Regions from separate parts of the Hordeum vulgare genome. Here region 1 is linked to region 2. Evidence: chromatin contacts called from public Hi-C data. All regions are on one chromosome and are shown on one strand. The core of a region is the stretch at or near the end of the contact, and the rest is flanking DNA. Distances in the headings are between cores, read along the strand shown. Region 1 holds the start of LOC123411923 (stromal processing peptidase, chloroplastic). Region 2 holds the start of LOC123411551.

Region 1 (2,700 bases), core at 20-2,519, 290 kb before region 2:
TTATCAAGAGCTGTCTCAGACCATGTTGGACTTGCAACATGTGGTTCGTCAGGTCCAGCAGCACGTAATATATGACTACGCCTGGTCTGAGAAACATCAAAAAGTTAAGTCAGTGCCTTCAACATTTAGCTTGCTGCATACTCAAATACCGATAAGCAACTGCCCTCTCGCTATATGTTTGCTTGGTACTCCCTCCATTTCTAAATATAAGTCTTTTTAGAGATTTCACAAGGAGAGTACATACGGAGCAAAATGAATGAATCTATACTCTAAAGTATGTCCATATACATCCGTATATAGTTCTCTAGTAACCTCTAAAAGGACTTATATTTAGGAACGGAGGAAGTACAATATTTGCAGTACAAAACCTCCCGCTAGTGAGGCTCAACATTTAGCTTGACAGTTAATGGAAAAACAAACATGTGCAGGCTTCATGGACATAGAAACCAGGGAATCCCTTTAGTAGAAAAAATAACGCTTAATTCTGTTTACACTTGTACTGATGGTCAGTCCACATTTATTGTGCTGCTCATATACCCTCCATAATTCGCACCACTAATTAAGGAACCAGGCAGAACATATATTAAGAAGAGAAGTAAAGAACAAGGCACTTTTCCCCAGCAGTCACCACGTGCAATCCGTTAACAGAAAGATATAGCTGCCTAATAATCCATCAATTCAGAGGAAAACAAACCTTAGGCCCGCTCCACCGGCTGTGTAGCGATAAGCCCGAGGTGTGCGGGAGCGCGCAGGGCGCGAACCTGGCGAGCCCGGGTCGTCCCCGCCTCCGGCTCCTCGGGAAGCAGGAGAGGCACCCGTCCCTCTCCTCGCCGAGAATCCCAGCGGACGACGCAGACGCCGCCCCGAGCCCTTGCGTCCGCCTCCTCGACCTGCGGGCAGGCACGCACAGAAGGACGCGAATCAGCAATTCGCTAACAAACCCGGTGGGCCCTCGCGGGCGGCGTGGGTCAGTACTCACCTGGGCGTGACGGCGCGGCGGTGCGTGCAGCGGAGGGGGTTGGCGGGCGCGGCGGTGGCGGAGGGGCGCAGGGTGAGGGAGGCGCGTGGGCGGAAGGCGTGGGAGGAGTGGTGCACGGCGGCGGCGGAGAGGGAGAGGCCCGGGGCGAGGCGCGGGGGCGCGGCCGCCGCAGCCGCGACGACGGAGGGGGAGGGGAAGGAGGCCATGGGTGGGATGGCCCGGAGGGGGGGGAGGGGAGGATAGGAGAGCGAGAGAACGCTGCTCTCTCTCTCTCTCTCTATTACTAGTCTTTTCTGGGCATTTTGGTGTTTTTGTGAGGGTAAAATAGGCTGGGGCCTATCGAGGAGTTGGGGGCCGGCACGGCGGCTTTCGCGGCTGCGAGAGGTGGGGACGCAAATATCCTCCTGACTCGCGAGTTGGTGCCGGAAGTCTTCCCTTTTAAAAATAAAAAAAAAGGCAAAAGTTTTGTCTTGTTCCATTAATTATTAAGAAAAAGTTTAGACAAAATTTCAAGCTTACAAGACAACATGGTCCAATCAAAACAGAAAAAATCACTTTCCCGAAATTAAATTGTTCAAAAATTTAGCCTCGGCTATGACCTACGTCTTGGCCTCGTCCTTGATTATTGCACCACTCTCGTTGTGAGAGATTCTTTATTACAAAAGGCCTTAACATTTCTTTTGTTTCAGATTTTCCAGCACATAAGCATTTGCGGGGAGATTCTCGTCTTTTTAGAATAGTCAGGTCATCCATCATTGACGGTCCATTATTGCTTGACTATTCGCAGATCACTCCATGAATGCGTTGCACACTGTATCCCCATCCAATTATAATTCATGTTTTAGACTCTTATGATGTCGGAAGTCACCCTGTGCATTTTAAGACCGAATCAAGAAACATACTGACAATAAACCGAATCAAAAAAACATACTAAAAATAAACCGAACCGAATCATTTTTATGGTTTTAATGTTTAAGAATTCGTTCGATTAATCGGTTAATGTGTCAGTTAATCGCTACTTGTTGATGGCCGATTCAAATAACACTTATTCATCATTTTAACTTGTCAGGTCGATTAAATGGCCTGTAAGGCCGATTAAATGGCCTATCAAGCCCATTAACTGACCCGTCAAACCGATTAATCGGTTGTCAAGATGATTAACCACAACTAGCCTATTAACTCGTGGGGAAACAAAGTCCAAATTTTTGACATGTAACCTCTCCTATGGTCCTCTCGCTCCTCAATAGCTAGGATTTGATTAAACAGTAGCATGTTTTGGTATACTATATAGCTGACAGCATGAGAGTAGGGTATAATTCATTAAAAAAACTAGAATATGTTCGCATATTCCGAGTTAATCTATCGATTAATAATCGCCCGATTAATCCAGTTAATGGGATGATTCATCGATTAATCGCTACTCCCAAATCGACCAAACAACTACCATTTACGATTTCCTTAACAATGGGTTTATTTTTTTTGATATGGTATGAACTTTTCATGCCGTTTTGAAAATTGATTTTTATGGTATATATTGAAAAAACGAATGGTTAACCGAATAAATCAAAGTAAATAATATATTTATATATCTTGGGGTAGACAACCATACAAGTAGTTATTTTTATACAAAAGCTAGATTTCTTGTTAAGGATATCCATTTTTCTTGTAACATAGTCATATTTTTCTTCAAAAGAATTGTAAACACGTCCATAACCATCGAA
Region 2 (2,743 bases), core at 195-2,694:
ATGACAAATAAGGGCTAGATTATCATGTCATAGTGAAACTATCTGGAATAAAGTAGTGTAGTGACACCGAAGCTAGAGCAAGGAATATACTCAGATAAAGCGGAGAAAGAGCAAAATTTGTCTTGGTGTGGTAAGATAAATAAGATATGTGTTGAGAAAATTTTAAACCAACGAAAGAAGAGATGGAGGCGAGGGGACAAATACAACCAGTACAACATTGTTATTTTTTTCCGTGACAACGCACGAACATTTAGCTAATCATAAATAATGGCAATTCAGTGACCAAAATGGCGGGTCATTATCAACCATATTCCTTGTAGTGCCAGTTGGGCTCACCATACATCCGTGTGAGTCTTCAAAGATCCCCATTCACCTTCTTCACTGAAACGTCGATGAAATCGAGGGTGGTAGTGCGGTAGTTAATGGAACATGTTTTACACTCGCCACTCACGACAACGCCCTCTTAAGGGTCTACATGATGACCTTTGGAGAAAACCAACATCAATACTCGCAATCCCTCACCATCAATTCATGACATTGAAGAAATCGGGCCATACTCCAAACAAACTGAAAGAAAAGTTCAAAGTTGTCGTCCCAAGAACCAGTTAACTGATTTTTATAGACTCACAAACTAATAAGATCTAAGATAAGTAATAAATATGGCAAGACCTACTCCCATAGGCCCTTCGTCGGTGTTAGATTGGACGTTGTTGAGGTAGAAAAAAGACCCTATTCCACCGCATCATCACCGCTTCCACTCACCACCGATATTGCCATGGAATCAAAAATTTAAGAAAACAAGGACCTGTTAGAGCTAACTAAGAACAACGAAAGGAACGGGTCTCTACTCCTCGGACGGTCGACGAGACCGCCGGATCGGAGATAGGAGGAGGACCAAGCCGCAACGGTGGGACCTTCGTGTTTGCAAAGACACAATCCCCCCCCCCCCCCACCCACACACACAAAAAAAAGATATACAATAAGTTAACGAGGCATCGTATTCTTTTTTTGTTGTTGTTGAAATGACGAGCCATCGTATCCAGATCGTAAGGCTTTCCGTAATGCATTGTCTCTTAGCGCGGTATCCTAGGTAGTATACGATCGTTAGATACAACCATCCTAATGTATTGTATGTTAAGTGTCGTATCTTAGTAAGCATGTATTTAATGATTTTGGCCTCATACTAATATGTGATTGGTCTAACAAGTTATTTTGCCTATGATACCGTGCAAGAGCCGTATCCTAAATAAGATACAACAACCTCCTCTTTCCTCAATAAATATAGTGCCACGTCAGCATTTTGCCTATGATATTGTGCCAAGATACTATCATTACGGAAGGCCTAATGCAGGACTGGGTGACGGCATGCTGGCGCTGCGCCGTTATAATTCGCCAGACCAGGCATAGGCGAGACGCTTTTCCACGGCTCGCTCGCCCGACCCCATCAAACGGTGAGCAGCAGCGGGGAAAAAAAAAGAAACACAGAGAGAGAGAGAGCGAGCGAGCGCTCGGGGACGCCCGTTCCTCTTCCTCCGCAAGAAACAGGCGCAAACACAACAACACAGTGGAGCCAACGGAATCTCTCCCCAAATCGATCTCTCGTCTCCGGGCCGAGACCCCCCAATTCCCAGCCCCCAGCCCCCATTCCGGTCGCCCTGATCCTCCCCCGCAGGCGATTCATCGGAGTTCGCCGCCCCTCGCGGCCCCGCCGGTAAGCCCAATCCCCTACGCCTACGGCCCTGCCCTGTCTCGCGTCTCTCTCGCCCGTGCCATGCGCAGTTGGATCTTCCTTTTTTTTCCCGCGACGTCCTCTGTTTTCGTGCCCGCTGGGTTGCTCTTTGTGCGAATTTCTCAGCGGTTGTTGCTGTAATCCGCCGCAGGGTTCTCTGATTCCGCCTCGGGGATCTCTCCGTCGCTCGCCGACCAGCCATGGCGCCGGCTTCGGCTTCGGCTCCGGCTTTGGACGTCGAGGGCGAGGTCGGCGGCGGCAACAACACCCAGAACGCGCTCAAGTCCGAAGACGACGGGGAGCGTTCCGTCGCTCCCGGAGGCGGTTCTGTGCCCGGTGAATTCCGCTCAGATGACCCGGCCACAGCTGTTTGTGAGGACGGCATCGACTCCTCAGATGACCCTGCCCCGGCTGTGGATGTCAACGGCAAGGGCGACGGGGCCAAGGAGAATCTGGGCAAGGTGCGGGTGAAATCCGAGCCCGAGCCCGAGCACTGCGAAGGCACCGTTCTCGCCCCTTGCACCCGGCCTGCGGGTGCCGATTTTGTGGGGATAGCTTCCTCCTCCTATAAGCCGCCCATGGCGAGTCCGGACGACTCGACTGACGAGCGAGGAGGGGATAGCACGGAGTGCTCAAGCTCGTTCGCGGACTCTGACACTCGTGATGAGGCAGACAATGGTGACATGGAAGTGAATTCTCCATTTTCAGCTCATGCTGATGGCGGTCAAGCCTCCCTGATGCCCAGGTGAGTCTGTTGTCAGTTCCTTGTATGCACTGAATGCTGTTGATTGGATGATTATGCAATCCTGTTTCCAGATTGTCTGATTCTATTGTTTGAGAAAGAAATGAACAAGTAGAGTACCCTGTTAGGCAGTTAGTAACTGATATTGTACACTCTTAGCCCTGGGTTTCCCGCGCTCGCAGGGTAAAGAGCAGTGCTATGCGTACGATATTTTTCTTACGACTTTGTACGACACTGCTCAGCCACCCTTGGATCAGATCTATGCATCAATG

What was found. A called contact is a pair of places that touch in the nucleus more often than the background predicts.
Region 1: a Hi-C map of leaf shows a contact between it and region 2, with 8 times the contacts expected there. The contact joins the promoter of LOC123411923 here to the promoter of LOC123411551 in region 2. A contact is called at or near these places in 5 of 6 Hi-C or Micro-C datasets (leaf, seedling and an unstated tissue) and 1 of 1 datasets of contacts at active chromatin or transcription factors (embryo).

The regions. Positions count from the first base shown.
Region 1 is chr7H:546,712,063-546,714,762 of MorexV3_pseudomolecules_assembly, reverse strand. It overlaps LOC123411923 (stromal processing peptidase, chloroplastic), which reads right to left and starts at 1,269. Exons shown (of 25, transcript XM_045104881.1): 1 at 980-1,269; 2 at 695-890; 3 at 1-86. The coding sequence starts at 1,185.
Region 2 is chr7H:546,421,586-546,424,328 of MorexV3_pseudomolecules_assembly, reverse strand. LOC123411551 reads left to right here and starts at 1,444. Exons shown (of 5, transcript XM_045104516.1): 1 at 1,444-1,711; 2 at 1,881-2,474. The coding sequence starts at 1,930.